7 separate regions of the Mus musculus genome follow, and all the other regions are linked to region 7. A link is a contact called in public promoter capture Hi-C data. All regions are on one chromosome and are shown on one strand. The core of a region is the stretch at or near the end of the contact, and the rest is flanking DNA. Distances in the headings are between cores, read along the strand shown. Region 1 holds the start of Dusp7 (dual specificity phosphatase 7). Region 2 holds the start of Glyctk (glycerate kinase). Region 3 holds the start of Rpl29 (ribosomal protein L29). Region 4 holds the start of Twf2 (twinfilin actin binding protein 2). Region 5 holds the start of Abhd14a (abhydrolase domain containing 14A). Region 6 holds the start of Poc1a (POC1 centriolar protein A). Region 7 holds the start of Ccdc51 (coiled-coil domain containing 51).

Region 1 (3,561 bases), core at 975-3,474, 2.7 Mb before region 7:
CCATATGGCCTCCCTCATCCAAACTCTGATGCTTTTTCCATACTTACTCAAGTACACCCCTCCCCCACTGGGGGCCCGCTCCAGTTTCCAGCATCCTGCAGGTGTGTGTCCCTTTGAGGGACTCCAGAGGGGAGAAAGCCAGCCAGTGAGACATCATGGCTAATGTAAGGAATGGCAGGCTCTCTAGCCTTTCTCTAGGGCATGGGGTGGAACTATGGGTGCACCCAAAAGATGTCTTCTTTCAATGGAGCCATCACTGGGCAGAACCTAGCCAGTTCTCCCCACCTTCCATTCAGAGACCCTCAGAAGCAAGCATGTCTGCACACAATGGGACCCAGCCTTGCCTGAGGACAGCAGGAGACTCTTGTTAATGTGACTCTGGCTTGTCCCTCTGGGGGGGATGTCTCCCTAACAGCATGTTAGGAAATCATGAAATCAGCTGAGCCCATCTTTCCTAAAGAGAAAGGTCTCTCTCTGGGTTTGATTCGCAGCACCACACAGCGCTTCACAATCATCTGTAATCCTAGTTCTGTGAGATCCTACCGTCTCTTCTGGCCTCTGTGATCCATGGACATTCAAATAGAGAAAACACTTCAATCTTTTTAAAAAATTTAAAAGAAGCCGAGAGGTGATGGTGCACACCTTTAATCCTAACACTTGGGAGGCAGAGGCACCCAGGCCAGCCTAGGCTACAGAGAGAATTCCAGGACAGCCAAGAGTACACAGGAAACCCGGTCACCACTGCTTAGCGCTTAGCAAAACTGAAACCAAGAAGGGAGACTGGTACTCAGGATATACCACACATCACCAATTGGCAGGACAGATTGGGACTTAACACTTGGCCTCTGGAAGCTGTCTACCAGCTGTGTCCAGGACAGTACTCACAAAAGGGTCAGCTCTTTATATCTACAACCCCTCCTGACAAGACCCTCCCTGGCTGCCCTACTGTGGCCTTTCTCTAAGCGAATGTAGAAGAGGGCTCCTGCGGCTGAGAAAAAAAGGGAGGGGGGAGAACATTTAATTGGGAGATGGAGATTGAAACTGTAGCCCGATCGGACACCCCTGACACCGCAATCCCGGGTTAGGGTCAAGTTGGCTCAGAGATGACTAGCCCGGGACGGAGTGAGGGACTAAGCCTCAAGTTGGGATCCCCAGCCTGTTAAGAGAATGCACTCGGGGCTTGGGAGGAACAGCTCCCTCCAAGGAAAGACCGCCTTGGTCTGGTCAAAACCTTGCGGTCGGTCCTGCCGCTTTGTTTGAGCCCTACCTGCAGAGCCACGTACCTCCTGAGCCCCACCCGCCTGAGAGCCCGAACAGCACGCTGGACGAGGCCCCGCCCACTTCCAGCTGGGTGGACCCGCCGCGGGACCCGCCTCCTTTCCCCGCAGCCTCTTTCGGCGGCGATTGACTATCTGCCGAGCGCGTGCCCGCCTACCGCGAAACTTGATTGGTGCCTGGAGAGAGAGGTAGGCGAAGGGAAGCTGATTATGGAGCGCTCCCTCCCTCCTACCCGCCCCAATAGGAAAGTCACGTGGCGCTTCACTCCGGGCCAGTCACCACCGCACTTGTAAAAGCTTTCTTAAAGAGCTCGCGTTCCCTTACCCAGGGTTGGTCCTTTCAGAATTCCTCCACTTCTGCCTGCGATTTGCGAGAGCGGTCCTTGAACACCCCCCCCCCAACCCAAGTCACCTATTCCCTCAGCAGACCCTCCAACTCAGGTCTGGAACCTATGGCCATCAAGGGTTGGGATGATGCGGTCATCTGAAACTAAGACCGCCTAACACAGAGCACGACACGTAGTAGGAATTCAGTTTCCATTTGTTGAATGAACGCTATCAGAGAATGAATGAGGATAACAGACAAGAGGAGGGAAGACTGGCTCTGGGTGACCGCCCCCTGCCCCCAATCCTGAAGAAATTCTGCTTCTGTAAATGTTAGGTGGGGTCCCAGTGCAGCCTTTCTGCAAGGCACAGATGTAGGCGCTCAGCCAGAGATCTGCGAGGCCGCCTTGGCTCGCCCCTGGGCAGGTGGTAGCCAGGTCCCGGCTAGGCGGGCCCGTAGGAGCCGGCCGAGGGCGCTCCCGCGCCGCTTGCGGGGGAGGGGCTGCGGAGGCGCGGTGCCTTTAAGCCCAGGCGCCGGCCTCACGGCCCCGCCTCCCGGAGGACGCCCGGGCGCGCGGCCGCCGGAGCCGCGGTTTAATTGGGGCTGTCAGGCCGCGGCACGCGCGGAGGGCCGGCCGGGCGGGACTGAGGCCGGAGGCTGGGAGGCCGGGGCGGCGGGCGCGCGGCTCGGCGGGAGGCGGGCGCCCGGAGACGCGGCTGGGGCCAGCGCGGCCGGGGCGCCGTCCCAGGGCTGGGTTGCCCGGCCCCGGCCCCGGCCCCGGGATCCCCATGAAAAACCAGCTCCGCGGGCCCCCAGTGCGGGCGCACATGTCGACTTCGGGGGCGGCGGCGGCGGCGGCGGCTGGGGGCACTCGGGCGGGGTCGGAGCCCGGTGCGGGATCTGGGTCCGGCGCAGGCATCGGAGCGGGAGCGACGACGGGAGCGGGGGCCATGCCCTGCAAGAGCGCCGAGTGGCTGCAGGAGGAGCTGGAGGCGCGCGGTGGCGCGTCCCTGCTGCTGCTAGATTGCCGGCCGCACGAGCTCTTCGAATCGTCGCACATTGAGACGGCCATCAACCTGGCCATCCCGGGTCTCATGCTGCGCCGCCTGCGCAAAGGCAACCTGCCCATCCGCTCCATCATTCCCAACCATGCCGACAAGGAGCGCTTCGCCACGCGCTGCAAGGCGGCCACCGTGCTGCTCTACGACGAGGCCACGGCGGAGTGGCAGCCCGAGCCCGGCGCCCCCGCCTCCGTTCTCGGCCTGCTCCTGCAGAAGCTGCGAGACGACGGCTGCCAGGCCTACTACCTCCAAGGTGAGGACAGAACCTAGACCCCAGGCGGTATTGGGGCTGCGCCTCTGCTCCCTGGCGCCCTCGCTGCAGGCTGTTTCCTTTCCACTCGCTTGGCCAGGCCGGGCGCCACGTCGCCCCTGGTCCGAATCCGCCCTTCTGGGAGCCATCCCCTAAGGTGTGGATTTAGCCAGGCACAGGGAACCCGATCTGTGTTCTCTTTCTCAGCACCGTTCAGTGGCTGAAACAAACTTTCCCTTTCCTATTTAATTTTTTTCTCTGTGGATGGGTAGACAACAGCGCACAGGCTCCAGTTGAGCTCGGAGGAAGGGAGAGATCGGTACTGGAACCCAGAAAAGAGCAGGGCCCACAGGAATTTATGTCATTAGGAAGATAGGATCGGGAAGGTACCTTTTTCAGTATCACCCACCCTCCAGTGCATGGGCCCGTTTATGATGGTTTCTCTGGGATCCCACTATGGCCCCTATCAATCAGAATCACGGCTTGGAGGCACTTCTGCAGATGTGTGGGCAGTGGCCCAGGTGTGAGTGTGTGTGTGTGTTGGGGAATGGGGAATGGGCCTCAGTTCGCTGCCCCTGAGTTTATGGAAGGGGGAGACAGGCAGCTTGCCTGCGGGCCAGGGGGTGAGGGGAGCTATTGGCTGCAGCC
Region 2 (3,710 bases), core at 332-2,831, 2.9 Mb before region 7:
GGAGCAGGCAGCAGGGCTGAGCCCCCACCTAAAGTCAGTGAGAGTGTCAGGGAGAGGAGACAGCCCGACCCAGAGAACCAGGCAAGCCATAAGGAAGGTCCTCTAAGAAGGTGGGGTTACAGTGCCCCCTTGTGGACACAGAGTGAAGTTGTCCCCTAGTAGGGGTATACCAGATCCCAGGAGAAGCTTGCTAGCAAAGTGCTTGCCTAGCCTGTGTGAAGCCCTGAACTCTATCCCCAATACCCCCCAAAAATTTTTGTTTTTAAATTTAACTAAGAAAGAGCAAGAAAAAACAGCAAATAAGCAAGAAGAGAGATCCATGGGGTCTGGAAACTCAGCTTCAGGAGCACGAATGACACCGCTGCAGACAGCAATGTCTTCCAAAGGTTCTGATGTGTGTCAGTGTTAGTACCCAGCTGTGCCTTCACCATTACAGATGTTCAACAGGGTGAACTTCCAGCTGAGGAGAGGTGACCAACCTGACACCACTCACTAGGTACCCTCCAGGTTCCTCACTGTCTGCCATGGTCCTGACTTCACCCTGTGACCATATGGTACTCGGGGCACCCCTGTCGGCTGGTCCCACACCTGAGATGAGCACCAGCAGCAGGTCATCTGCAGTGAGCCCCTCTGCCAGCTGCTGGATGGTCAGCGCGGCCCGGAGTGCATCCCGATCCGGTAAGTTGTCCTCGGCGCCCTCGAACACCTGGATGCGGCTGTGTGGCTTCAGCAGCATCTCTCTGAGAAGGGAGAAGGGATGGGGGTGGGCTCCTCTCCTCCGACCTGACTTCTCAGCTGTACAGGTGAAAGCGGCCCACTGATAACCCATTTAGAAACCAGGCCAGACCCAGGAGATAGGGAGATCAAAGAGGAAGGGAGGTGTTCTTCCAAAGGACAGTAGAGGGCGTCCCCCTGCGCCCATAGACTCTTACTTCTTTCCAGCATGTTCCATAGCGGCTCGGATCCCCTTGGGTACGCTGATCACACCCTGCACAAGATGCTGAGCCAGCAGCTCCTCGGCAGCAGCTGCCATGCCCAGTACGGCCTTGCCGAAGCCCACTAGGTAGAGGTTTTCCCGCAGCTGGAAAGTCCGGTCCCGCACCTTCAGCTGTCTGCCACTAGGATCCAGGGACAGTGTCCTCTGCAGCATGGGGCCTGGCTGCACAGCACCCACTGCACTATCAAACAGCTGCCGTGCCTGTTCTGCCAAAGCCATACCACTGGTCATCCGGGCCACTGGGGGCCCCCAGAGGAGTGGACGGGATGGGGCTCGGAGGAGACAGGGCAAGACCTGTAGGGCCGCAGCCATGCCCCGCTTCTCTCAGCACAGCCTCGTGTCCATAGCTGCCTAGAGAGGGAGGAGAAGGAGTGAGGCCACGGACAGAACCCCACCATCCATCATGGCCACCCCTCCGAGGGCTCAGGACTGGCGGACTCCATAACCTGAAATGAAACCTGGAGAAGTCATGAAGCCTGCAGCAAACCTGATCTTACACCAGCCCTGAAAGCCCAGCCCTGATGCCCAGCCACGTCCTCTTCTGTAGACCACACACCAGTCTTCTGGACACTCTGCTCCAAGTCCAAAGTTCCTGTTAAGTGGACCTTCCTCCTAGGTCACCTCCTTTGCCTAGAAGTTAATCATTCATGAAGGACGCCGTTCCTACCAGCAGGCCCCTGGGCCATTCTTCTTCCACATCCTGTACTTCCAAAGCCCTCACACCACGGCAGTGCCCCCTTTCTGGCATTTATGCCTTAGACGTTCCTTTACCACTTCTACTGCCAAGAAAAAAAAAAAAAAAGGCTATTGGTTGTCTAGCCAACTGACCCGGAGTCCATTGACCTCTAGCCTGCTCTGTTAGCTCATACAACCAGTCTGGCAAAGCTGGGTCCATGTGGAAAGGCTGCAGATTTACCAGTGCACACAGCCTAAGGAAGCTCAGGACTCAGGCTAGTTCAGCAAGTGGTCCAGGCACGAATCAAGAGTAACCACAAATCTCACTCAAGGTCAGACCTTCAGCAAGTCCCCAGGTTATAAGCAAAAGGACATGTGCTATGGGGCTCAATCTATAGGACAAGACCAGACACCCTTGTCCCCATACAGCTGGTCATGATCAGCCTTGCCAGGAACATCCCTTTCTGGCTCCATGATAGCAAAAAACAAGTCCTGAGTTACACCCTTCACAACAAAAACAGCCCAGTGCTAGAGCAGGCAAAGGCCGGGTTCCAGTAATGAAGCCCAAACAATCATTTTCTCCACTGGGCAGAGTGAAGGACAGAAAGGTCTTGGGGTAAAGGTCGGGAAGCTACAGCGTAACTATACAGGAACAATAAAAGACTCAGCTGCAAAAAGATATCTAAGTTTAGGGACAGGAGGGTACTGAAGACTGTGCCCGGGCTGTCCATGTAACGAGCGAGCATGCGCTCTACCACTGAGCTACATTCAAGCCCCTAAAAAGGTAGAAAGACAACTGTATCCGTAAGCATGGGTGGAAGAGGGCGGAGTCTAGGGATGGGGTTCTAGCTTTTTTTAAAGCGTGTATTAGTATATCTTTTCTCACACTGAGCTCATTTGCAAGATGTGGGACACAATGAAGCCTAACTCTCACTTTTCAAGGGAACTTGAAAGTGTAGTCCTGTGGGAGAGACCTTCCCTAGCATGCATAAAGTCATCCAGTTCTCCATAGTGCTTGGGAGACTGACGCTCGTATTTTCCTGACACCTAGGGCTTTCTGATTCTCTGTACAAGCTGACAGAGAAAACTCCAGGTAACAGTTTATCCCACTCCTAAACAACGTAGCGCCTGCCAAACCTCCGCCATTTAGCCTTGTAGTTCCCAGCTAGCTTTCCCAGAAACTACTGTTTGTAAAAAGGAATACACAGGGCACTGCCGCGGGACGCCTGCAAACATGTTCAGTTTTCATGTATGGGATTCCCCGGGCTTGGTACTAAACACATCTTAGCATCCAAAACATAAAGCTCAGTCCTAGGTGAATTTTGTATCTCTTTCCCAGAAGGGCAAAAGCCTAGAAGGTCCCTATTAGAATTCAAGGGAAAAAAAAAGTTCAAGTCCAAAATTGCCAAATTAAGTACTGGGTGTTTGGTGAAATTTGAATTTTGGATAAGTAATTTTTTATTATAACTATGACCAGTATATTTTGGATTATTTCTAACTAAAAATTACGTTGTGGTAAGTCTAAAGTTAATTGGACGACTTGCATTTTCAGGAGCCAAATTCCCAACTCTAAGACACTACACCTTCCCAGCTCCAGTGCACCCGCCTTGGTAAGTGAGGATAGGCGAAGACCAGGCTCGACTCCTCCCGGAACCAAAGCGGAGCTGACATCAAGTCCGGAATTGGCCAACCGCCAGGTGACCGGAAGTGACGTCTCCTGAGCCTGAGCCTGTGATCTTCTCGAGGGAAATGTTGCCGTGTAGTGCAAGATGTCGCAAGATTAAGGGGTTGCTGTCGCCTGGATCGGTCTCTGTCCGGGCCAGGAACGACTTCCAAGTACCATTTATTTGCTTGAGACGCAAACTCACCTTCCCGCAGCTTCTGGCGCTGGAGACCGGAAGTACTCTGTGGGTGGGGATTAACCCGGAAGTGGCTGGTCTGAGATCTCCCTAGAGACCGAGAACCTGGTTTAGAACTTTCCGGCCTCACTGACACTCAGAGAAAACCTGAAAAGAGGCGAGTGGGGGGCTCTGGTTTC
Region 3 (3,401 bases), core at 854-3,353, 2.7 Mb before region 7:
AGAAACCAGAAAAGCTAAAGGTAACTATGGTCTGTAGGTGTTGATGCAGCTCTAAAGTGGTAGCTGTGTGCACGAATACATGTTTCTTTAAAAGGCTGCAGCGTGTCAGACTTAGTTTATTGTCGATGGAACATTCAGCCTGATTTAGTTGTCAGTTCTGTCTATTTACAACAGAAAAGGCAGATGTGTTCTTCCCATTTACCTCTGTGCTTTTTCTATGGAACCAGCTGCCGAGGTTTTCTCTGTGTAGCCCTGGCTGTCCTGGGACACACTCTGTAGACCAGGCTGGCCTCGAACTCAGAAATCCCCCTGCCTTTGCCTCCCAAGTGCTGGGATTAAAGGCATGTACCACCACTGCCCAGCGGCTTTTAAATTCTTAAAAATCACTATTTTTATGAGCCTGTATATGGGTGTTTAAGGCAGAGGACAACTGTCAGGAGTCTATCCTGTCCTTCCACAATTGGATCCGGGGTTTGAATTCATGTTTGAGCTACAATCATTCTTACCCACTGAACTATCTGCCCAGCACACTGTTTTTGCTGTTAGAGACAGGGTGTCACCCTGCCTGGCCTAGTCCTAGCTTTGTAGCTTAAGATGATCTTGAGTCCCTGATTCTCCTGCTTCTGTATAAAACTTAGGCCCTATACACTGAGTGGGTGGTGTGAGCTACCATGCCTTTCTGGAGATAGGGTCTTTCTACATAACCCTGGCTGTCCTAGAACTCACTACATAAACTAAAATCACAGAGGCTTGCCTGCCTCTGCCTCGTGAGTGCTGGGATATCCTGACATTATAAAAGTTTTTTGGAGCTGGGCAGTGGTGGTACACGCCTTTAATCCCAGCACTTGGGAGGCAGAGGCAGGGGGATTTCTGAGTTTGCGGCCAGCCTGGTCTACAGAGTGAGTCCCAGGACAATCAGGGCTACACAGAGAAAAACCCTATCTTGAAACAACAACAAAAAAAGCTTTTCGGAGACAAGGTCTACCTGAATTACTCAGGCATCTCAGACTTACAATTCTTCAGCCAGTAGCTGTGATTACAGGCCTGTTTTCACCTCTCTAGCATCATCTCACATCTAATATATGTGAAAAGAAACCACGAGGGCTGGTGAGATGGCTCAGCAGGTAAGAGCACCCAACTGGGGCTGGTGAGATGGCTCAGCAGGTAAGAGCACCCGACTGCTCTTCCGAAGGTCCAGAGTTCAAATCCCAGCAACCACATGGTGGCTCACAACCATCTGTAACAAGATCTGACGCCCTCTTCTGGAGTGTCTGAAGACAGCTACAGTGTACTTACATATAATAAACAAATAAATAAATAAATAAATAAATAAATAAATAAATAAATAAATAAATCTTAAAAAAAAAAGAGCACCCAACTGCTCTTCCGAAGGTCCTGAGTTCAAATCCTAGCAACCACATGATGGCTCACAATCATCCGTAAGGAGATCTGACTCCCTCTTCTGGAGTGTCTGAAGACAACAACACTGTACTTACATATAATAAATAAATAAATCTTAAAAAAAAAAAAAAAAAGAAACCACGAAACTGCCACTCTGGGGAACCAGCCCAGGCTGTTGGAGTAGACTTGGACTATCGTTGCCGCTTTTCTCTCTCTAATTTTCGGCACCCTAAATCCAGTCTATTCTTTTCCCTAGTACATTCTTCACTGTCTTCAGGCAGCCAGCGCCCTTGTGTGGCAGTCTGCATGAGTCTCATAGCTCTTCTCCTCTCCTCTGCCCTCTCCAGTGCATTCCACACAGGAGCCCGGTGAGCTGTTTAAGAACACAGATTCTTCGCTCCATTAACATTCATCCCTCAAAGGCCCCCTCGGCTTTCAGAGTCTTTGGAAGTCTAGCCCAAGAGCAAAGTAGGCACTGGAGGAAGAGAAGGAAGCAAACACGGGCTGGCCGCCGTCGTGGTCCATGCTAACACCACGCTCTTAACCCCAGTAGCAAAAGCCTGCTGTTGGAGGATGAACAGTTATAACCCAGTCTAGGCTACACAGCAAGAAAGACCCGCTCAAAAAATAGCGGGGAGGGGTTAAGCAAAGAAAGAAATCTGTGACGCTAAGAGGGCGTGGCCAGGCTCTAACCCCTCCCCTTTCTAGGCTTCAACTCTTTCCGGCCTTGGAACCTTTTTTCTCCGCCAGCAGTGAGGGAAGCTTTTCCGTTGGACTTTCCGGCGGTGTCGGCCCTATTTCCCGTGCTGCACTGCGGGCCTTTCTCTTTCTCTTCCGGTCTCCGGCGCTGCGGGAGCCGCGGGTTACCGTGAGTGTTGGCCTTACGGCATCCGATGACATCCGTGACTACAGGGCGGCGGCGGGTCGCGAGGCAGGCGACACGGGTGGCAGGAAGGACAGGGCGGGCAGCTGCTTGGCTATGGGGCATCGAGATTGCCGGGCGGGGGTGGTTCCCGGTCGTCCTCAAGGAACGGATGGCGGGGAAAGCCGCCCCGGGGCCGGCAAGCTCAGTCTCAGGACCGACCTCCTTGCTCGCGTTTGAGAGGTGGGGTCGCGTTTTGTGAGTGTTGCCAGGCTGGCGGGTGTCGTAAATCGGAAGCGTCTGCTGCAGCCTCTGGTTTCTTCATGTTACCCCAGCTCAGGGCGGCAGAGGTGTGCCGGTCTGGGGAAGCCCAGAACTGATCTCGTGGCTTTCTTGCAGGTGCAGACATGGCCAAGTCCAAGAACCACACCACACACAACCAGTGTAAGTTCCTTGGGCTCCGGCTGGCGACTGTACCCCAGCGAGGATTGGGTTAGGGTTGCTAGATCAGAGCTGGAGGGAGGGCAGGTCACCCTTCAGGTGAGCCTTGAAGATGATTGTGTGTTTAGCTACTTTGGAGATTACAAATTTGGGAGCCAGGAATCCGCTTAAAAAGCCCATAGTGCTTTCCACCCATCCTTAGTGTATTCTCAAAAGACTGCCAACCATGATGTTAGGTGGTCTTATTGGAAGATACCTCATTTTTTTTTGACCTGTAAATATTTGTTACCCTACAGCCCGCAAATGGCACAGAAATGGCATCAAGAAACCCCGGTCGCAAAGATACGAATCTCTTAAGGGGGTGAGTGATGACAGTGGGTCATAAACTATCCCTTGGCTCCAGGTCTACAGGGTAGGGCCTCTTGTAAGTCATGTCTCCTCCACCACCAGCGTGTGTGTTTCGAGCTAGGATTTCTCTGTGTAGTCCTGGTTGTTCTAGAACTCACTATGTAGACCAGGCTGGCTTCGAACTCTGAGCTCTAGGGATTGTGTTGCCTAGCTTCTCCTTGTCTCCCATGTCAGACTCAACAGAAAAGCCTTCCTTGACCTTCCCAGCCCCTGGTGTAATCTCCTGAGAACAGAACTGCTTCTCTTGCTCCGTGGAGCCTTGAGGGAGGGAGGGAGTCGTTCTGTATAT
Region 4 (3,584 bases), core at 425-2,924, 2.9 Mb before region 7:
CTCTCTCTCTCTCTCTCTCTCTCCCTTCCTTCTTTCTTTCTTTCTTCCTTCCTTCCTTAGCCCAGGCTAATCCTGAAACACCCCCCCCTTTCTTTCTTTCTTTCTTCCTTCCTATTTACTTATGAGACAAAAATCTAACCATGTAGACCAGGATGGCCTTGAAGGCCTTTGCTTCCTTAGTTCTGGATTATAGTTATTTGCCAACATACCTGATTTATGTAGTGCTAAGGATCAAACCTAGTACTTCACACATGTCACGCAGGTTAGAATGATCTATCAGCTGAGCCAGCCCAAGGATGCCATTTGAACTTGAGTTCTCTCACAGATTTGGGGTGTGTGTGTGTAGTATATACATACACTGTGTATGTTAGAGTACAATGTGGAAACCAGAGGTGGATGCCAGCCAGTCAGCCTCTATTGCGCTTTCTCTCTCTCTCTCTCTCTCTCTCTCTCTCTCTCTCTCTCTCTCTCTCTCTCTCTCTCTCTCTCTCTCTCTCTCTCCATTTGGCTGGGTTGGCTGACTAATAAGCAAATAAGCCCCAATAGGTATTGGCCTGTCTCCTCAAACTCCCTCTCCCAAGGTCCCCAGCCTCCCTGCACAGTCCAAGGGGAAAGCCAAGTGTCTTCATTCTGTTGCCGGGAATCTGAAATTATATGCTAACTCAGCACTTTACTGACTGAGCCATCTCTCATTAAGTTATCTATTTTTTAAAGTTTTTATTTATTTCAGTAAAAAAAAAATTTTGGTGTGTGTCTGGGTGTTTGGCCCGCATGTATCTATGTGCACAATGTCCGTGTCTAATCCCAGGAGGCCAGAAGAAGGAACAGTTGTGTCATGTGGGTGCTGGGAACCAAACTTGAGTCCTATGCAAAAGCAGCTAATGCTCTTGACCACTGAGCCATCTGTCCAGTCCCGTTTATCTATTTTTTAATAACAAGGTCCAGGGTGGAGAGATGTTTCTGAGGTTAAAGAGTACTAGCTGCTATTCGGCCGTTAGTCTGTAAGAGCAGTAGGAAAGGCTGCTGGGAATAGAGGCAAGGTCATTAGGAATTGGGAAGTTCCTCAGGTTGACTTCCAGTCCTTCCACCACTGGGTCACACTTAGCACATGCACCGTCTTTTTGGAAAACTTTCCTCAGCCTTGTTAGGTCACCTCGGTCTCTCCTACCGTATTCCTTCCAAAATTCATTTCCTCCTATGGCCATTCACTTTCTCAGCGTTGGGCTCCAGACACCGTGCACCTGATGACTGGTAGGAAATCAGTACACACACACACACACACACACACACACACACACACACACACACACACACACACACACACACACACATACACACACACACACTCACACTCACGACCACACACGAGCGCGTGCCCACCTACACTGAGATCACCTCACCATCACAAACGGGTACGCCTGGATCGGCCCTCACTCTCAAACCTCCTCCGCGGCAAGCTCACAGCCCCTCCCACGCCCAAGTGCGGATCCGCCCACAGACCTCCAGGATCCTGGCCTACAAGGGACCACCCACACAATCCCTTGGGGCCCCTTCTTGGCCATGAAGGTGGTAGCGGCCGGGCACTGGGCCATCCGGACCCCGGCGCCCGCTGCGCGCACGCGCGGCACCAATGCCCGCCTCTGCCGGCCTCGCCCTCCGGGGGCGGGGCGCGCTGGGGGCGGGTCCTGCGGCACCGCCCGGGAAGCTGCGCGAGGCTCGGTGCCGTCGCCACATCCTCCGGAGCTCTGGGTCCAGGCGAGCCGAGTCGAGCCGGGCCAGGACCAAGAGGAGAACTCCGACGGCACGGGCGAGCCGAAAGCTGAGCCATGGCGCACCAGACCGGCATCCACGGTGAGGGCGGATGGAGGGCGGACAGGGGCTCCGCCGCGCTGGTTCTCCGCGCTAGGTCCCTTCATCCTTCTCTTCCTTGTACCCTCCTGGGAAGCTTCCTGTTCTCTTTTGCAACCGCGAGTCCCTGGGATGGACACGTCTTGGGGCAGAACAGACTGTTGTACATAGCTGGGAGTGGGTGCACATGGATGCACACAGCGAGGGTGGAAGTATCTTGTGTACCCAACTGGGGGCGGATGTGCCTGTGTATACTGGTCTGGGTATTTTTGTTCTTTTCTGGAGGTGGGGTGTACCCGGATGTGCACATCTGGAAAAGTGTACATGGGTGTACACATGTTCTCTGTATACAGTCCAGTATGTGCACATCTGGATGAGACTTGGTTATGCCTGTCCAGGCTTCTTCGTGTGCATGCACTAGTGGCTGGTTTTGGACACTCTAGGTTCCATCTCAGACATCAGTGTTTCCTGGCTGCACGCACAGAAACTGTGGGTATCTGCATGTGTGCACAGTTCAGGCACATCTCAGTATGTGTGTGTTAGCATGGGTGTTTGCATGGGTGTCTTATGACTGACATGGGCTTATGTGTATGTGTGGAGAGGGTAGCCTGACCTTTTCTCCTTTCAGGACCCCTAGACTCTTGCAGACTAGGTTGGACAGAAGCTGGAATGGAGCCCTCCTTCTTAAGTAGAATGGGGAGAACTGCACATCTGACCTTGGCCTCTGACTTCTTCCCTTTTCCATTGTGATCTCTCTATCGCTGCTCCAGCCAGGCCTGCAAAGTCCCAACTTCAAGCTGGAAGCAGGGGAACGGGTCAGGATTCAGACTTTATAGGGGAGCTCCTGCCTCCACCCTCATCTACAGGAAGCTTCTACAGCCCAGGGCGTGACACCCATAGCCCCCCTCCAGGGCCCCAGTTTCCTCCTTGGAGAGACTTAAGAAAGAAGCAATAGCTGGGAGCCAGGTATTTTGTCCCCATTTGTTATGGGCCTGGAAGGGCTGCTTCCCTGGCCAGTAGGGAAGGCCAGGCTGCTTGCCCAGACAGCTTGTTGGTTTGGCCATCAGCCACTCCTACCACCACATCATGATTCCCTGACCAGGGCTACCACCATCGACCAGCCTGACTGCCGGAATCCCTGCCTGCGGTTGTGGCTGCTTGGTGGATGGACAAGCCAAGAGACTTTCCCTGCCCTAGCCCATCCCCATCCTGTTTGTCCTGAGCATGCAGGGACCTGGATCAAGCCTGGCCACCCACAGGTGGGCCAGCCTCTCCTAGAGATGGAGGAGCAGGTTTCTTGAGTCAGCCCCAAAGAGGGGAACTGTCAGGGTAAACTGCTGCCTGGCCTGCCCCTTCCTTCCTCTTTGTCTGGTCTGAGCTGCTATCTCCAAGAGGGAGGAGGTGCTACGAAGTTTTACACACACACACACACACACACACACACACTGCTTACAGATCCTGTGGCCAAGGCTCTGCCCTATCCCTTCATTCCCTATGAAGTGAGACAGGCCTGCCCAGGGGAGCCTCCCAGTCTCCTGCCTATGAGGATGTGCACCTTCTTTTGTGCCTGCTGGAAGTGGCAAGAAAGACCACCATGGAGGATCAGGTGCCAGCCTTGGCCAGGCCATAGGTGTAGGCCTGCTGACCTCAGAGTGGGGCCCAAGAGGGACAGTAACCTGAGGCTTGCTAGAGTTGGAGGTGGGCAAGGTGGGGGCGGGGAGGCATGAATCTTTGAT
Region 5 (3,709 bases), core at 541-3,040, 2.6 Mb before region 7:
CCCCTCTTCCACAGCACACAGTGTGCACACACTCATAACAGACACAAGAGCCTGGCTTCCACACACTTTTCAAGAAGCTATCCCCTAAATGTACCATAGCCTCTTTGCACACCCATTTGGTTTATGCAGTCACACTTGTACACTAACACCCATAAATCCCATACATGGGTGCGTTAACAGTCTCTTCCAAAGTCAAAATATTTCATGCTGCAGAGGAGCTCCTTAAGCAGGGAGGTGAACAGCCAGAAATCAGCTTCAAGAACTCCCCTGAAACTGATCAGATTCACTAGAGCCCTCCCTGCCAGAGTAAACCACAAAAGCTGAGAGAGAACCCCTCTCCCACCACATAAAGCTAAGCTGCAAAGAAGCCTCCTCCGAGAGCACGCCAGCTCCCCAAAGAAGCAGAAACCAGCCGAGCTGCCTACAATAGGTTCACACCAGCTGAGGCACTTGGGAAAGACACTCCCCAACCAGGAGAGCTGCCTGCTGGCTGTGCGGTGTGTCCACGTTTTGTGAACTGTCACCCCTGTTTCGGGCTTTGGTGACATAGCTGTCTTTGAGTCCTTTCTGCTCCCATAAGTAATCCCTTATCTGTATTTCTGTAAGTAACCCCAATAAAAATCATTGGTTCACCAAGTTGGACTTTGGTGGTATCCGTACTGTGGACTGTCATGGGCTCCCTATCTGGGATAAGTAGATGTGTGTTTTCTCTCCCCAGGAAATATTTTGTCACAGGACATTATTCTGTGACCCAAAATAAGGTTTTTGTTATCAGGATGGACACATAGGATTTCAAAACCATATGGAAGTCAGGCAGGTGGCCCATGGCTTCAATGGCTTTAATCACAGTACTCAGGAGCCAGAGGCAGGAGGATCTCCATGAATTTGAAGCCAGCTTGGTCTACATAGGCAGTTCCAGGTCAGCCAGGGTCACATAGACACAGTCTCGGAGAAAAAAAAAAAAAAAACAAAAAACAACCCACACACAGGTATGGAAGTTGGAAATTCAGGACCCATAGGGTGAAAGCAAAGAAACAATTCCCAAAACTGCCCTTTGAGCTCCATACACATCCCCCGAAATAAATGAAATACTAAAAGGGCAAGAGTTACAGGTGAAGGGCACCTGCTGCAAGCCTGACGATCTGACTTTTATCCTTGGAATTAATTCACAGTAGTGGAAGGATGAATGGACTCCAGCAAGTCTGGACTTGACCTCCTTATGTGCCACCACCAATATAAATGTTTTAAGAAAAAAGACCTAGGGGAAAACAAACTACTAGCAAACAAGGACCTGCGGGGCAGGCGGGGAAAGAAACGCACCAACTGAAGGACACACACAAACCTTCGGAAATACACACAGTCAGATGCAGAGATAAACACAGAAGAGACATGCAAGCAGGCATGCAGACCGGAAAACACTACCCCAGCCCCCGCTATCCCAGCCCCCCGCCGCCAATGCGAAGAGAAGCACTTATACCCAGACCTTCCAAAACACACAGACACTCGCGTGCCCAGGGGCACAGGAAAACTGTACACGTGTTGCCCCGCGCTTGCGCCTTCCAAAGGACTCTGCCCCAAGCGGCAGGGACAAGGATGGCTGATCCGGGGACAACCTGAGGGCCTCCTTCTCTGGGGACACTCACCGCGTGGACAGGAGTGACCAGAAAGGCTCCGGTGAGGCGGGGCCCGGCCTAGGCGGAACCAACTGCCAAACAGCCTAGCGGCTGTGGTACAGCCTCCTTGGTAACCAGACGGCTAAAGTCCAGCCACCCAGGCGCGCTTGCGCAGTACGCAGCTGCAGGCCAAGCCTGGTTACCAGGGAAGAACGTGGGGCGGTGCCCTAAAGCACCGAGGCCCGCCCCTCTCAGCCCAGATTTTAGGAATTGTTATTGGCCTGAGAGCCTGTGGAAAGTCACCCGGTTCATCAATTTCCGCAGGTTTGTTTGCAAAATGGGGTTTAGGAAAGACACGCTGTGTAAGGATGTCATGGAACTTAAGGACAGGTCAGGTCTCAGAAGAGTTCTTGGCACCAAGCTCTCCTAGCGTTAATGCCAGATGATGCAGCAGCTCCAGACTTCTGCCCAAGCATTTTCTTTACTCGCCCCATTCCCCAGACGGGTCAGAGCTTAAGGTGTCTTCTAAGTCTGGTCTGCTCAGGACATTTATTTTTGGTTGGCAACCTGTGATCAACGTCTGGTCTGTCCCAGGTTCAGGCCTCTGTGTTGCAACCAGACTTTGGGGCAGGGAGGCCAGGAAGGGTGCAAAAGATTCACTACTCATTTGGTACCTCGCCAAAGTTGGCATTAACCGGATTCATTCTACAGGCTCAGAACACACTCCGATGTCACCTGGCCGAACTTTGGCGGAGCCTTCCACTCAGATATGTAGCATGTCAGCTTTATGACAGGTGTACAACTCGTCATGTACTGTCCTGACTCAGGGTGAGGGATGGGATGGGATGGGAGGTTGGGGGTTGGGGAAAACAGCAAAGATACCAGAAATATTTCGCCCGTTAAGTCAAGCCATTTCTGTGTGGAAATGATCTGTGGAGCAGATCAATGAGGATGCAGTTCGCTGACTGTTTCGAGATCTTCAACCCTGTTTTTGGTGCACATGGGGTGGAGGTGGGCTTGGGAAAACAAGTTTGATCAAAGAACGAAGGGTTAAGGTGCAGACGAGCCTAGTGGCAGCTTGTGACCAAGAGAGGGCGCCTGGAACGCCTAGGCCTGTCCCCACCTCCTGTCCCCACCCCTTTCCTACTTCTCTCCCCACCCGTCAATAGCACACGCCATTCTCCTGCGGAAGACCACGCACATTTCCAGGTACCACGCACATTTCCTGTACTCTCGACTCCCTCTCTTGGCGTCTCCACTCAGAACCCACCTGCCCCCAGGCTTCTCATCTCGGCTCTCCAGGTCACCTCTCCTTCCCTCTCCAGGCTACCCCTCCTTCCCTTGCTTCCTCCAGACAGACTCAGGGTTCTGGAACTGTGGCCAGTGAGCCGGGGAGCCTTGGCAGCGCGGGTGACCGCAGCGTCAACTGGTTGGGCTCCAGCGGCTAGCGCGCTGAGCACCCCGCGTCCCTGGCAGTCAGGAACTCCAAAGTCCTTGCTGACCGGTGCATGTGTTTCTGCTTCTGGAAAAAGGGCCTTCGTCCCAAACAAACTTGATCTCCTGCCTGTATTACTAGTTCACCCACAGTACGCTAGTGCTGGTTTAGATGAGGCTAATCAGGGCGGTATTTACCCTTGATTGAGCACTTACTATGTCCTAGGCATGTATAAGTTTTCCCCTCATGCATAGCCTCATTTAATGCCTATGAGCTATTTTTTTTTCTTTCTTTCGAGACAGGGTTTCTCTGTGTACCCTTGGTTGACCTGGAACTCACTCTGTAGACCAGGCTGGCCTCCAACTCAGAAATTCACCTGCCTCTGCCACCCAAATGCTGGGATTAAAGGTGTGTGCCACCACTGCCAGGCTATGAGCTAGTATTGAATAGTCCCACATACCAGTTTTTTACTAGCAGCAGATACCTTAACTGGGAAAGATTTTTTCACTTTTTGCTTTTTTTTTGTGGGGGGGTGTCTTCTCAAGACAGGGTTTCTCTATGTAATTCTGGCTGTCTTAGAACTCTCTCTATAGACCAGGCTGGCCTGGAACTCAGAGATCAGTCAACCCGTCTCTGCCTCCCAGTACTGGGACTAAAGGTG
Region 6 (3,912 bases), core at 867-3,366, 2.8 Mb before region 7:
AAACCCCACAACTGCCGAAATACCATTCAGGCTGTAAAACTCAGCACATGGATAGCACCGCCTGCCAAAACTAAAACAATTACCTAATTCGTCAAAGTCCAGAGATATGGGAAACTCTCTAAATGTACTAACCTTGCTTTTGGACTTCTGTGGTTTCTCTTCTGACTAATTGTTCATGTTAAGTATGTCAATCTAGAACATGTTTTTTTTTAAAAGATTTATTTTATTTATTATATGTATTTATGTATTATATGTATATACTGTAGCTGTCTTCAGACACCAGAAGAGGGAATCAGGTCTTGTTACAGATGGTTGTGACACACCATGTGGTCGCTGGGATTTGAACTCAGGACCTCCGGAAGAGCAGTCAGTGCTCTTAACCACTGAGCCATCTCTCCAGTCCCCCAGAACATTTTATGCTTAAAAGCTCACCCTGAGAAAGCCTTGCGGCTACAATGGGATCTTGAACAACACCCAGTGTAGTTGCTGGCTGGCTAATAAAGACTTTTTATTGGCTTAAATCCGTGTCTTAGCAGTCTCCTCTGGTGGCTACCCCACAATATTCTTAAAAAAAAGAAAGAAAAGAAAAAAAGCAAGGCAACAGAAAAAGATTAGTGGGGCTGGTTTAAGGTTACTTGGGACTGGGTTTCAGACCCAGCACCCACGTGACAGCTCACAACTGTTTGCAACGCCAGTTCCAGGGGATCCGGCGTCTTCATAAGACATCAGACATAAGTATGGTACATATACATACAGGTAGGCAAAACATTCCTACATATGACATTCCTAAAAAAGTAAAAATAAAAAGTCTGTGGCTGCCAGAGGAAGGAACGCTAGGACCACATAGAGAGACCTTATCTGGAAAAGCAGCAAACTGCTACAGCTTGGGAATTTCCTGAGAGGCAATTCATTTTGACATTGTAGGAATATACAAACGTGACCATCATGTTTCTGGCATGGGGTGCTCGTGACACACTTATTGACAAGAGAAAAACTGAAAACTGTTTATGGGAAGGCTGGGAATTTGTGAGCACCTATTTTTGTCTTGAGACTTTCACCTTGCCTATGTTAAATTAGCTTAAACATTTCTAATGTCAAGGTACCAATTCTATGCCAACATAGTTAAAATAGGATCAGATATAGATCCTGTATCTCTCATCAAAACACTAAAAGAATTATTTTTAATGGTGTGTGTGTGTGTGCCTCAGGAGACAAGAGGTGTTGAACTGCCTCAGAACTGGAGTTCCAGGCAGTTGTAAACCATCTGACATGGGAGCTGGGAATAGAACTTTCGTCCTCTGGGAGAACCATATACACTCTGAACCAATGAATCATTCTTTTAGGTCCAAATACACTCCCCCACACGCCAGTTTCTGAGTTTACTGTCCCTGCAGATTTAGGGACACAGTTTCAAGCCTAGGCATGTGGTAAGAAACCTCAGGACACAGCCAGATCCTAATTAGTGTTTTGAGTATGGACAAGTTGGCCGGCCCAGGAGAGATGATGGATGGAAGGTTCTTGAATCTTACAAAACATCCAGTTCAGGTCAGATGCACAGGTCACTCTGGGCTTCGGCTGCTTTCATTGCAGAAGGTGGAAAAGGACGGCCTCTGGTGGTTCCGCCCGACGATTGCTTCTTTCACCTTTTTTTTTTTTTTGGAGCTAAGGTCAGGCTACGACCCAAAGCCTTCTTAAGGCTAAAGAGTTCCGAGCAAGACGGGCCGCAGTCACATCCCCTCTTAAGACAAACGCGGAGGCAGGCCCTCGGAGTAGACGCATTTTTCCTGAGGTCACCCAGTAGAGAATTAAGAATTGAACATATGTCTTTCTGCACCATGGTTCTGACTCTTGAATGACTCCATTTTTTTTTTTTTTAAATAGACACTTAGGAGTATTCGCAGGAACGAACCATTCTGGGGTCCCAAGGCGCTAATAACCTGGTTCTCCATGGCGCCTTGATCGGACGTTTTAAGCCAAGAGCAAGGCCAGTCAGTATCCTCCTTCCGGGATACTTAAGCCTGTCACTCATAATGGTAAAACTCCGCCCGCCCCGGAGCATCTCGGTAAATGTAGTTCTACCTTTATTAAGACTGTGGGGTATAAGTGCTATGTAGAACTTCATTTCCCCGATGGCTGCGCGCTCCGTTACCTGAGCTAGAGCTGAAGGGCCGAAACCTTCATCTAAGATTTTTTTTTTTAAGTTCTTAGGAGGAAAGTGTGACAGCGAACTGAGGCTTTTGGCTGCTCGGCGGGTCACCTCATCTGGAAGAGCGGGAGGACAAGAGCTTGACGCCTATCGAACGACCCGACTTCCGGTCGGCGGACAAAAACCTAGGGCGCTTCTCCTTTAATTGCGGTGGGCGGGACGCGGCGACGCCACCGGCGTTGCTATTGGTGGCGATTGGGGGCGCGGAAACTGAACTGGCACAACTGCCGACCCAGCTATCTCTGGCACTTGGGGCACAGCTGGTCCTACCAGCCCGCTAGCCCCGCTATGGCTGCTCCCAGCCAGGTAAGTCCCTGGATAGTGAGCACCTGACTGGTTGGAACAATGGCCGCGAGAGAGGCGGATGGTGACGCGGGGTTCTAGGGTGACCTCCTCATCCAAGGTTACGGGGTGGATCCGGGCATTGACTTAGCACCCCAGGTGCCAGGCTAGATGTTAGACCACCAGGACGAAGAAATAAGTCTCTGCCTCTGGAATGTACGGCGTATTGAGGAAGACACCATCAAGGCCCGACCCTTGTCGTGGCCTGGGGCGAGCCTCGTAAGCTTGGCCTCTTGTGAGCAACAGGTCTTTTTTGGAGGTGACATCCTTTTCCAACAAGTAGAAGCAGTAGGCCATCGGGATGCCTGGGATAGCGGAAGCCTGCAGTGTGTCCAGGGCTCGATTCTGACCCCTCCCCCCACTCCAGAAAAGGACTTCAAATTGGTCCTTTAAATAAGAATTTGCTTCCACAGGGCCAGGTGGTACCTGATGCACCTGAGAAGACTTGGGTAGAAATAGAAACCAGACTTTTGAGTGCCGATTTGATATTCTGTTTACATTTAGCTCCACGCAGATTTTAGGGGAAACTGTTCAGGGAAGAAGGCATTGGGAAGGGGTGTCACTGATGGAGTCAGACCTGAATCTGCTTCTGCCCACTGAGCCTAGGATGGACACTTCCTCACCCTTGTGTTTCTGAGAGGCTCTGGTGAGGACAGGAGAGGGAATGAGCCCTTGCTCCTTAGTTGATTCTTACCCCTGAACTACCAGGCCATCTGTTAAAAGGCGTGAACCTGCAGGTGTGCTTGGGGGTGGAGCTGGGCACTGGGCCTCACCTTTGTTTGGGGTAGAGCTTTGTGGAATAGCAATGGCTTCGCTGTATCATAGAAATATCCTTTCCCAAGCTGGGTTCCTTGGAGCTCTTCAGGTGGTTTGGTTGTGTGTGTGTGTGTGTGTTTTGTCGTTTTGTTTTTTTTGTTGTTGTTGTTTGCTTGTTTTGTTTTTAATTTTTGGTGTTTGAGGTGGAGGGAGATAACTTACTATGGTCTTGGCTCTCTTGGAATTTACTGTGTGGACCAGGCTGGCCTTGAACTCACAGTTCCACCTGCCTCTGCCTCCCAAGTGCTGGGATTAAAGGTGTTTGTTCCCCACACTGGGCCCATATTTGATCTGTTTGTTGTGGATTTATTGATTCGTCTGATCGTTTGTGTGGTTGTGTGTTTGCTGATCGTGAACCCTTCCTTGCTGTACTCATTTGTCCTAGCAGTTTATAGTGGATTCCTTAGAATTTTCAACATACGAGATCATGATTTGAGTGCTTTTAACGTCTCCTGGTTATAGGAAGAGTCTTAGTTCCAGGGAGGACCTGTTATCTCGTTATAACCATTTGACCTTGCTTTTTTTTTTTTTTTTTTTTTCCAGGAGGA
Region 7 (3,870 bases), core at 378-2,877:
ATCGAACCCAATGCAATAGGTCTTGGGGTGACAGTTCCAGTATCTATGTGACACTGATAACAGGCAGAAATAATTGCTAGTTAGAAAATGCAAAATAGTGCTTTTACAATGCACACAAAGTCAGGCTGGTTGCACAGACTCTAATCTTGGCTATCTAGGTGAAGGCAGGAGAATCTAAAATTCAAGGCCAGCCTCAGAAACTTTTTTTTGGCAGGGTTTCTCTGTGTAGCCCTGGCTGTCCTCGAACTCAGAAATCCCCCTGCCTCTGCCTCCCAAGTGCTGGGATTAAAGATGTGAGCCACCACTGCCCAAATGGTAGAGAACTTGTCTATCAATTTAAAAAACAACAACAAAGGTTAGAGAGATGGCTCAGCATTTAAGAGTACTGGCTGCTCTTCCAGGGGATCTGGGTTCAATTCCCAGTTCACAACTGTCTGTAACTACAGTCCCAGGAGACCTTTGTCTGGTCTTCCAGGGCACTGCACACACATGGTACACAGATATGCATGCATAAAAAACACCTATATGCTTAAATACAAAAATTAAAACTTTTCTTAATGAGATATTAGGACTCCTGGACCTGTGATTCACTCTCAAGAGAAAAAATCGTGGGCAAGGCACAGAGAGAGCATGGAGCGTAGGCTACAGCTCAAGAGGGAGGGTTTGCTTTGCACAAATGAGTGTGCTCCCCAGCATAGCCACAAAACAAAATAGTACCCAGAGCGAAATACATGCTAAGGAGCCTGGACTTTTATCCTCTAGTCTAGATAGCACGACTCAGTATCATTACTGATAACACGACCAGCAAGTAAAAAAAGTCCTATGTTCTAAGGTTAACAACCTATAAAGTGAATTGCTAGTTTGTAACCAGAAACAGGAGGATACTCAGAAACTTAGCTATATGTGTCTGTGCGGCGTACATGTTGGTGTTTCCACTTCTGTAGCTTCTCCATGAACTGGAAGCCCATGACTGTCTTGAGAGGCAACGTTTCCACTCCCGCCCTCTTCGAACTGCACAAACCCAAGGCAGGGGGCTTGGCCAGAGTGTACACCAGACCCAGTAGTTCACCAACGACCCCCGGAACAGACCTGTCCTGCCCTAGTATACCTACAATAGCTCGATCTTCACTTACCCAGGGGGCCCTTCCCGGCGGCCTTGGCTTTTAGCTCTTCGAGTTTCTTCTGTTCCTCCTTTTGTTTCTGCTTGAAAGCCTTATCTTCCTGCAGAGAGGCAAAGCAGGTTCACTCCAGTCCAGTCGCCCATACCCTCAGCGCCCGCCCGGCCTCCGCTCCCGTCCTCACCTCGTCCATCTCCTTGGCCTGCTTCTTGGGCTGTTTCAGGGGCTTCTTTTTGCCACCTGTGGGCGACACGAGCATGCTCGGCCCATCCCCGCCATCGATCGCCCTCCCATGGTTCCCCATCCATCCGTCCCACCCCCGATCTCCAAATAGCCTTACCTTCCCGGCCCGACATGGCGCCTCCAGCCCCTTCACCAGCCCCTGATCGTATGCCGGAAACAGGACTTACAGCCTTCGCTTATGCCGCACCTATGCGTGGCCCCTGATTGGCTGCTAGGCAGGAAGTCACCCTCACGTATTTTAAAGGATGCCTTCAGGGGCGGGTGCTGACCGGTCAGGGGTCAATTGAGTGGCAGACGCGGGGCTTTCTGCTGGAGCCTAATAGGCTTAGGCAATTCAGGTACGGGGCGGAAGGCTCCTTCTGCCTGGGTTTATCCGAAACCGTGGGAGTGGGGGATGGTGTCTGCCTATAAAGCTTGTAATCCGGCACAGAAAGAAAGCATTGCAGGTGGAGGGGAGGGTACATGCAAGTGCCTTTCCGGAACCGAGGAAAGCTCAAGTGGCGGGCACGAGATGGGATAGGAGATGGCAGAAGTGGGTAGTGGCCAATTATCACCCAGTCCTCAGCTTCAGAAGCCGCGGGAAAAAGTTCGGACTTATTGAAACAATGAGTGCAAGTGTTTGCAAATTCTTTCTTCTAGTTCGTTTTTTTGAGTATGTACTTTGTATAGATACATTGTATTCTGGACTGAGGCTTGAGGAACGCTGACATTGTAGCAAGACAAACCTACCGCAGAGCAAATAAGTAAAATACGCATCACACCTTATGTGACCTGTGTGGGGAGGAAAAAAAAAAAAAGCAGAGAAAGTGGTTAAGGAATGCTCCCTTGGTGGGATGTCATTTTTGCTAGGGTAGTTAAAAAAGACTTCTCCAGGGGCTCTCTGAGCAGGACTTTAGGAAGGCCAGGGAGACAACTGTGAACAGGGAAGAGCTAGGCAGTGCCAAGGCCCTGAGTGGAAGACGGCCTTGTGTGTTCCAGTCCTTCATATGATTGGAAGGAGTGAGAAAGCAGTCGAAAATGGAGAGACAATGAGAGTCAGATCCCCTGAAGCTGTGGAGAAGGCGTTGACTTTTGCCCTGAAGAAACTGCGGGACTGTTGAAGGCTGTTGAGATGGAATGGAGATGAGTGAGGGGTAGTCCAGCCATGGCATGCTAGCCAGCGAGACCACTTTGTATACCTGACAGAGATGGGGGTTGGGGAGACTCCTAGGCTTAGAAAGTCAGCAGGATTTTGCTAATAGATTGGATTTGAGTTAGGAGAGAAAACAAGAGGGATTAATTAGGGTGATGTGAGTTTGTCAGCCTAGCATTTGTACCTGAGTTCCCATTAACCACAGTAGCAGGAAAGATGGATTACTATTACGTTTCAAGCAGTGATACAGTTAGATAATATAAAATCCTGAAGAGATGCTTCAGCTGAAGAAGTGACGGAGGGGTGTGTGTGTGTGTGTGTGTGTGTGTGTGTGTGTGTTTGCTTGCTTGAATGAATGTGTGCAATAAAGGCTTGAACCTAGGGCCTCACTCATGTTAGGTAAGTGCTGTATAATTGAACTATATGCCCAGTTTTTGAGGGAAAAATCTAGTTATGAGTGTGTGAATGTATGTGTATATGAGAGAGTGAAAGAAAGACCCCAGAGGCCAGAGCCATCGGGTACCCCAGAGCAGGAGTTACAGGTAGTTGTGACTTGCCTAGTGTGGCTAAGTGCTAGGAGTCAAACTAATTTATATGCCCTCTTAGCCTCTGAACCATCTCTCCAGCCCAGTTATTATTTTTTTTAATAACAGGTTTACTGATATAAAGCTTACTATATAGCTTAGCTATTTAATTTATATAATTCAGTGATTCTAATACATCAAAGATTATACAAATATTACTACAACCAACTATGGAAGCATTTCCTCCCACTCTTTCTGGGTTTGAAATAGAGACTCACGCTGTAGACGTCTTCCTGCCCAGCCTCCCAAGTGTAGGGATTGCAGGTCTGAGCACCTTATGGAGCAGGCGGAGTCTTTTCACTTTCCTCCCAATGCTGGGATCAAGCCCAGGGCTCCCCGATACTGTACCACTTAGCCTAGCCCTGTGGGGTTTCTTGTTTGTTTTGTTAATATATTTTTAATTTTTACGCATGTATCTGTGTGTCTGCTTGTCCATCCATGTACCATATGCATGAAGCTGTGAAGCAGCAGAGGGAGTTGGATCCCCTAGAGCTGGTGGTTGTGATGTATGTCCTGGGAACAAAACCCTGGACCTCTGAAAGCAGCAAATGCCCTTAACCACTAGGTCATCTCTCCAGGCCCCAAAACCAGGTTTTTGAGTTTGTTTGTTTGGTTTTGGTTTTTGGAGACAGGGTTTCTCTGTGTAGCCTTGGCTGTCTAGGAACTCACTCTGTAGACTAGGCTGGCCTCGAACTCAGAAATACATCTGCCCCTGCCTCCCAAGTGCTGGGATTAAAGGCGTGCACCACCACTGCTTGGAGAGTTTTTTTTTTTTTTTAAAGACTGGCTTACT

What was found. Promoter capture Hi-C pulls out the DNA fragments that hold promoters and counts their contacts. Capture Hi-C pulls out chosen DNA fragments and counts their contacts.
Region 1: a contact with region 7 is called in a promoter capture Hi-C map of pre-B cells, with 2.8 times the contacts expected there. The contact joins the promoter of Dusp7 here to the promoter of Ccdc51 in region 7. A contact is called at or near these places in 2 of 39 promoter capture datasets (liver and pre-B cells).
Region 2: a promoter capture Hi-C map of liver shows a contact between it and region 7, with 5 times the contacts expected there. The contact joins the promoter of Glyctk here to the promoter of Ccdc51 in region 7. A contact is called at or near these places in 1 of 39 promoter capture datasets (liver), 1 of 484 Hi-C or Micro-C datasets (double positive thymocytes) and 1 of 9 other capture datasets (liver).
Region 3: a promoter capture Hi-C map of pre-B cells shows a contact between it and region 7, with 4 times the contacts expected there. The contact joins the promoter of Rpl29 here to the promoter of Ccdc51 in region 7. A contact is called at or near these places in 1 of 39 promoter capture datasets (pre-B cells), 1 of 484 Hi-C or Micro-C datasets (B cells) and 1 of 9 other capture datasets (adipose tissue).
Region 4: a promoter capture Hi-C map of pre-B cells shows a contact between it and region 7, with 3 times the contacts expected there. The contact joins the promoter of Twf2 here to the promoter of Ccdc51 in region 7.
Region 5: a contact with region 7 is called in a promoter capture Hi-C map of liver, with 4 times the contacts expected there. The contact joins the promoter of Abhd14a here to the promoter of Ccdc51 in region 7. A contact is called at or near these places in 2 of 39 promoter capture datasets (both in liver), 1 of 484 Hi-C or Micro-C datasets (B cells) and 1 of 9 other capture datasets (adipose tissue).
Region 6: a contact with region 7 is called in a promoter capture Hi-C map of liver. The contact joins the promoter of Poc1a here to the promoter of Ccdc51 in region 7. A contact is called at or near these places in 3 of 39 promoter capture datasets (liver and pre-B cells) and 1 of 9 other capture datasets (liver).

What each region holds. Positions count from the first base shown.
Region 1 is chr9:106,366,408-106,369,968 of GRCm38.p6, forward strand. Dusp7 (dual specificity phosphatase 7) reads left to right here and starts at 2,225. Exons shown (of 3, transcript NM_153459.4): 1 at 2,225-2,916. The coding sequence starts at 2,391.
Region 2 is chr9:106,156,557-106,160,266 of GRCm38.p6, forward strand. Glyctk (glycerate kinase) reads right to left here and starts at 1,582. Exons shown (of 4, transcript NM_174846.4): 1 at 933-1,582; 2 at 589-740; 3 at 1-28. The coding sequence starts at 1,309. D030055H07Rik (a long non-coding RNA gene) reads left to right here. Exons shown (of 7, transcript XR_003948237.1): 6 at 437-678; 7 at 3,225-3,710.
Region 3 is chr9:106,427,308-106,430,708 of GRCm38.p6, forward strand. It overlaps Rpl29 (ribosomal protein L29), which reads left to right and starts at 2,104. Exons shown (of 3, transcript NM_001324534.1): 1 at 2,104-2,707; 2 at 3,001-3,065. The coding sequence starts at 2,671.
Region 4 is chr9:106,201,434-106,205,017 of GRCm38.p6, forward strand. It overlaps Twf2 (twinfilin actin binding protein 2), which reads left to right and starts at 1,675. Exons shown (of 9, transcript NM_011876.3): 1 at 1,675-1,851. The coding sequence starts at 1,827.
Region 5 is chr9:106,445,888-106,449,596 of GRCm38.p6, forward strand. It overlaps Abhd14a (abhydrolase domain containing 14A), which reads right to left and starts at 1,791. Exons shown (of 6, transcript NM_001110271.2): 1 at 1,644-1,791. Abhd14b (abhydrolase domain containing 14b) reads left to right here and starts at 2,753. Exons shown (of 4, transcript NM_029631.3): 1 at 2,753-2,822.
Region 6 is chr9:106,278,945-106,282,856 of GRCm38.p6, forward strand. It overlaps Poc1a (POC1 centriolar protein A), which reads left to right and starts at 2,117. Exons shown (of 11, transcript NM_027354.2): 1 at 2,117-2,512; 2 at 3,908-3,912. The coding sequence starts at 2,495.
Region 7 is chr9:109,080,869-109,084,738 of GRCm38.p6, forward strand. It overlaps Ccdc51 (coiled-coil domain containing 51), which reads left to right and starts at 1,628. Exons shown (of 4, transcript NM_025689.4): 1 at 1,628-1,699. It overlaps Tma7 (translational machinery associated 7), which reads right to left and starts at 1,513. Exons shown (of 4, transcript NM_183250.2): 1 at 1,459-1,513; 2 at 1,303-1,358; 3 at 1,134-1,221. The coding sequence starts at 1,474.